Linked DNA regions of Mus musculus: region 2 is linked to region 1. Evidence: chromatin contacts called from public HiChIP or PLAC-seq data. All regions are on one chromosome and are shown on one strand. The core of a region is the stretch at or near the end of the contact, and the rest is flanking DNA. Distances in the headings are between cores, read along the strand shown. Region 1 has its middle 38 kb from the start of Abo. Region 2 holds the start of Abo (ABO blood group (transferase A, alpha 1-3-N-acetylgalactosaminyltransferase, transferase B, alpha 1-3-galactosyltransferase)).

Evidence for each region. HiChIP or PLAC-seq counts read pairs in DNA pulled down with a chosen protein or histone mark.
Region 2: an H3K27ac HiChIP or PLAC-seq map of embryonic stem cells shows a contact between it and region 1, with 8 read pairs. The contact joins the promoter of Abo here to the enhancer-like site in region 1. A contact is called at or near these places in 1 of 39 promoter capture datasets (macrophages), 1 of 115 datasets of contacts at active chromatin or transcription factors (embryonic stem cells) and 4 of 9 other capture datasets (adipose tissue, embryonic stem cells, liver and 1 more).

What each region holds. Positions count from the first base shown.
Region 1 is chr2:26,825,564-26,828,263 of GRCm38.p6, forward strand. No RefSeq gene overlaps it. Among named protein-coding and RNA genes, the nearest start is that of Abo, 38 kb to the right of the region's middle. Within about 2 kb of position 1,253, at least 2 of the 459 cell types and tissues checked have an H3K27ac peak or open chromatin away from gene starts, as enhancers often do. A contact at or near this core is called in embryonic stem cells, where this site is marked.
Region 2 is chr2:26,863,565-26,866,264 of GRCm38.p6, forward strand. It overlaps Abo (ABO blood group (transferase A, alpha 1-3-N-acetylgalactosaminyltransferase, transferase B, alpha 1-3-galactosyltransferase)), which reads right to left and starts at 1,431. Exons shown (of 6, transcript NM_030718.5): 1 at 1,307-1,431. The coding sequence starts at 1,319.

The sequences.
Region 1 (2,700 bases), core at 3-2,502:
TTGGATGCCAACAAGTGTTTGTTGACAGGAGCCTGATATAGCTCTCTCCGAGAGGCTCTGCCAGTGCCTGACAAATACAGAAGTGGATGCTCACAGTCATCCGCAATGAAGGAACTGAAGAAGAACCTAAGGAGCTGAAGGGGTTCACAGCCCCCTAGGAAGAACAACAATATGAACTAACCAGTACCCCCAGAGCTCCCAGGGACTAAACTACCAACCAAAGAGGAGAAACTCAAGGAATAACTCTGGCTACTGGGGAAAGAATGACCTGCATTTGCCAGGGTAGACAACACAGCCACTATCCACCATCCAGAAAAACATGGTGGTGGCCTAGAACAGACTGGTAGAGGTAGAGCTTAGGTGCGCCAAGCTGGCTGGATTGGCAAGCTGTGTTTGAGATGGTGGCAGAGGGAAGTCATTGACAAATGCTGGAGCATGCAAAAGTGTCCCATCCCAAACTGGGGACCAAGGAAAGGAGGCAGGGCAGTGAGTAGGAAGGTTTTAGGGCAGGGACCTAATAGGGGCAGGGATGGTCAGGAACCACAAGGATGGAAGCAGATATCCTGAAGAGGTAGAACTGTGCATGTGGCCCTCAGCATAGGGCAGGATGGAATCAGCCTATGGATGGACATGAGCACAGCAGTGGCCAGAACAGCATCCTGGGCTAACAGGGTCTCATAATGACCCAATAAAGGTGACCAACAAGACTCGGAAAAGTAAAATAAGATCCACCCTGCCAGTAAAGAGACCCAGTTCTCACGGATGCCATCAACAGAGACCTACCCAACCTCCCTTCCATTCCACTGTCCTCTTCCAGAGACCCCATTACAGAACAAGAACAAATGGCCCTCAAAGTCCTTCTATGAAAACCCAAACAACCCCATGAGAAATGCTCTAAGGAAAGAAGGTTCCAGGTAGAGACACAAGCCCAAAGTCATATGTGAGCACAGAGCATCCAAGTCAGACACAGACTAACTGGTCAGCACTTTATAAAAGTGATAGACACATTTACCAGGAAATCAGAGAGCACCCAGTCAGCACAATTCACAGGGCTGAACTGAGTGAAGGTCACGGCTGAGGCTTCTGGCTATGGACACTGAGAGAGTGGGGCCATTATCTGATCCAAAAGCCCTCACAGCTTGACCTGCCAACAGGAGGCTGGGTCATGCAGACATCCCTTGCCTGGGCTGCTGTCTGAAGCCATGTTGATGTCTAATGACTGCTCAGAGCTAACCACACCTCCACACACACTGGCTGCAGCACTCAGGAGAGCAGCCCTGCATCTCACCTTAGCAGCACAATGTATCTGGCACTGGTCTCATGGGTGAGGAAGACCCAGCCCCAAGGGCACAAACATAAGAGAGGTGGCTATGACCCTCACTGGGGCAGTGCTGGAGAGCAGTGGATTGAACAACTGTGAGTTGGTCTACCCCAACATCTACCCCATGTATGAACTGCTGGAGCACATGAAGGGGCTGGTCCCACAGAGCCAAAACTGCAGGATCTCTATGACACAGGGCAACAGGATATCCCAATGAGGATTCAGTATTGATAGATAGCGTAGCAGAACCCAGAGACCTTGCAGCAGATCAATGACGCATTGCAATGAACATTTTCAAGTAAAGATGTATGGACAAAAGGGCATACTGTGTGACATACTGTGACACACTACAGCTTCCACAGCTTGGGAGTTTGTTTTGTTTAATTTTTATTGTTTGTTTACATTTGGGGGGGGGTTACAAGGGCAGAGAGCAGATACAAATGTTGTGTTTTATAAAACAGCAGTGACACAGCAGGAGGGAGCACTGTGGCAGACCCAGCCAACATGTGCCCCTGAGGAACCAGCCATACAAAGGGCTTAGTATAAAAGAGGTTAATTGGCAGGAAGGGAACCTGGAGAAGGAGGCAGAGGCAGAGGAGAAAGGAGGGGTACTGAAAAGAGAGAAGGCCAGAAAGAGAGAGGGAGAGAGGAGGAGGCCAGCCAGGGACATGTGTGGGAGAGAGTATAAATGGAGGTGGGGGGGTGGGTGGGAGTGGGGGTGAGAGAACAAGTAGTCTTCTTATATGCCTAGCTCCTGGCTCATACCTGGCAGGTGGAGATGCAAGCTTTTGCTAGGTGACTGTTGGGCAGAGCCTGGAGGAAATGCTAACATTCCTCCATTTTGGTTTAATTTAAGTGTCCTCATTTAAATTTAGAAAGAGGTGAGGGTGAGAAAGGAGTGGGGTCATTGTATTCCTTAACTACTTCCTGCTGACCTTGAGGTGACAGTTGTGTTCTGAAACCTAATTGGGGCTCCTGGTCAAGTCCTAGGAGAGCTGGCTATTCCATTGTTGACCAGGGTCTGTGGAATCATCTGTGGCTAAGAAAGTGCAGGCACCATAGAAGCACCTGTGAGGGTAAACCGGACCATCTGTGGTTAGCTTCTCTAGTGCTGTCCTAGATTCAGATTTTGACTGGACTTGGCAGGATGCTGAAACATACATACATACATGCATACATACATATATACATACATACATACATATTAAAGGCAGAAAATAAGTAAGTTTGAGAGAAAAACTTTTTCTTAGGTGTACATTTGAAACCCTTAGGCCCATAGTCTTGGTGGTTGGGACAGGGGAGTTCCCAAACCAGGGAACAGGGAAGGAATGCTACCCTCTAGAATATGCAAAAGGCTGGGAACTTAGACTATTGGTTGA
Region 2 (2,700 bases), core at 181-2,680, 38 kb after region 1:
TTATGACAGTCTTGCTCCATCCCACACTGGACCAATGCACTTGTCAGGCCTCAGTGCCCCTCCCTGAGGTATTGGAGGGTAGCACCAAGCTTCCTCCCCCTCCAAATTCACCAGAATAGAAAGTTGTGCAGTCCTACTTAAAATGAATGTATTTAAAGATGCTGAACTTTTTACTTAAAATTGCTAAGATTGGCCATAAGATGGCATAGTAGGTAGAGCCTTCCTTCCTGCATAAGCTTGACAACCTGGGCCTGAGCTCGGGAACCCAGGAGTTAGAAGAAAAGCTCCTCCACAGAGTTCCCACTGATCCCCTCGCGCATGCCAATGTGTACATGTTCACATGTACACATCACACACAAAAATAAATAAGAAAACTCTATCTTCTTTGTTATGGGGAAAATGTTTCAGATGGTTATTTTGTTTTATGTATTTTTACCACAGGAAGAAAGGATGGAGAGTGAAAAGTGAGTTTGCACTGTCGAGGGTCTTGAGCCATCAAGGGTCAATATTCCGGTGTTCATGCCTGGGGAGTCAATCTTGCTGGTCACCTTTGTGCTGACTAGGATTTAGACAATGGTGTCAGTCTGTAAGATCCGGGCCCACGGATGGGGTGAGGCACAGTCACCACTAAAACTAGAATAGAAACTAAGTGGACTTTGTACTCTCTTGTATTCCTCACAGGTAGCACACACTTTTGGCAAAAAGAAATTCTCTTCCAGGATTAATTTTGCTTTGTTTGTGTGTTTCTTTGTGTAGTACTAAGAATATTTCTTTGCTATTGAATTGACCCTAGCTTGACCAGGTGAGGGCTGGGGAGCCAACCCCACCCTTCCTCCCAGTCACCCCTTCCCTCCAGCCCTGCAGGATTACTGGACTCAGCCACCTGGAGTCTCCTGCCCTTGGCCTCCTTCCCCTTCTCCCCACAGGTGGCCTGGACTCCTAGGAGCTCCTGCAGGGCCTGATTCATAGCCACTGACCACCACCTGTGTTCTGGAATAGCTAGCGTGTGGGGAAGAGGATGTCCAGTAAAGGGCAGACAGATCACGTACATTCAGTGCCCTCCCTCAGCAGCTTTGCCTAGTCAGATCAGAATTTTCCACTGTGACTCTGGCCCCACTTACCCACCTTTTGACAGTACTCATGCACAAACACAGATCCAGGGACACTCGGGGCTCCTGCCAGCCCAGCCCAGCCTGCCTGGCCCTGCCCCATCTGAGCCTCTGACCCCAGCAGCAAAGAAGCCCGGTCCAGATGGTAGACAATCGATGGAGGGTGCCCACAGCCAGCCCCTTATTCCTCAGCTCACCTCTGAGATTCATGTCAGAACCCAGGATGGTTCAGTGTCTGTGCAGCAAGCTGTTAGGCACAGGCCAGGTCTCAGGCACACAGGAGAACTCACCCCCAGGGGAGATAATACACAGCTCTGAACACCTGTGGGCGGGGAAGAACTCTGGCAGACTTCTGATTTGCCCAGGCGTGTGTACAGGAACCAAGTGTCCTCAGACAGGTATCTCCAACCACAGGTCACATCACAGGGACTGTGGGTGATTCTCCTCTGCTGTCATGCTCTAACCTGACTTTGCTATGGTCCTCAAGTCTGTCCCACTGTCTTCTTCAGCTTGCTTTGTCTCTCCCTCCTCTCTCTCCCTCCCCCCTCTCCTTCCTCTGCCTTTCCTCTTCCTCCCCCTCATCTTTTCCAGTCTTTTCTCTCACGCCATCTCTTTATTTCTGTACCTCTCTGCAAGATGTCATGTATCCCAAGGCTGGCCTAAACTTGACTATGTAAATCATGCTGTCCTTAAACTCACATAGATCTTGTCTCCATCTCTCAATCTTGTCAACTTAATCTAGAAAAACGTCATGTGAACCAAAGTTCCCTCGAAAGAAGCTAAACCTTCCAAGTACCTTCTACAAGGCTAACTGACTAATGATGGAGAAGTAAGACTGTCGCCATACCAGTCTAATTACAGTTTACCTTGGGCTAATGTCACCTTCCTTAATAGCCATTATTTATCCACCTCTCTGTCTGAACTAATATCTTTGTAACAACAAAAAAGTGTTAATGTATTAGCCTAACACATGATTTTTTCTATCAATCAAAAGGCTAAGAACTGGGACTGGTGAGATGGCTCAGCAGTTAAGAGCACTGACTGATCTTCTGGAGGTCCTGAGTTCAAATCCCAGTAACCACATGGTGGCTCACAACCACCCATAATGAGATCTGAAGACAGCTACAGTGTACTTACATATAATAAATAAAATCTTTAAAAAAAAAAAAAAGGCTAAGAACTGATTGATCTGCCCCAAGCTTTTAGATGAGGAAAAGTAAAGTCGACCGCCATGTACATGAACAGTCGTCGTGCTTTTACTACTGGGCATGCACACTGCATGATCTATGGAGCTTGCGCACACACGTGGGGGTAGGGGAACAGGGAGAGAGAGAAAGAGAGAGACAGAGACTGAGAGAGAGAGACAGAGAGAGACAGAGAGAGGCAGAGAGAGAGAGAGATTCTCACTGCTGGGTAAAAGGACATTAAAAACAAGGAAAAGATTCTTGGCTCTCCTACAGGCTATTTGGCTTTCCCTACAAATTGCTGTCCTCCACTGCCAGGGTGCTCACCTGTCTGCCTAACAAATGATAAATGGTCCTAGGACCAGTGGGGCTAATTAATATTCTGATGACATATCCTGACCCAGTTC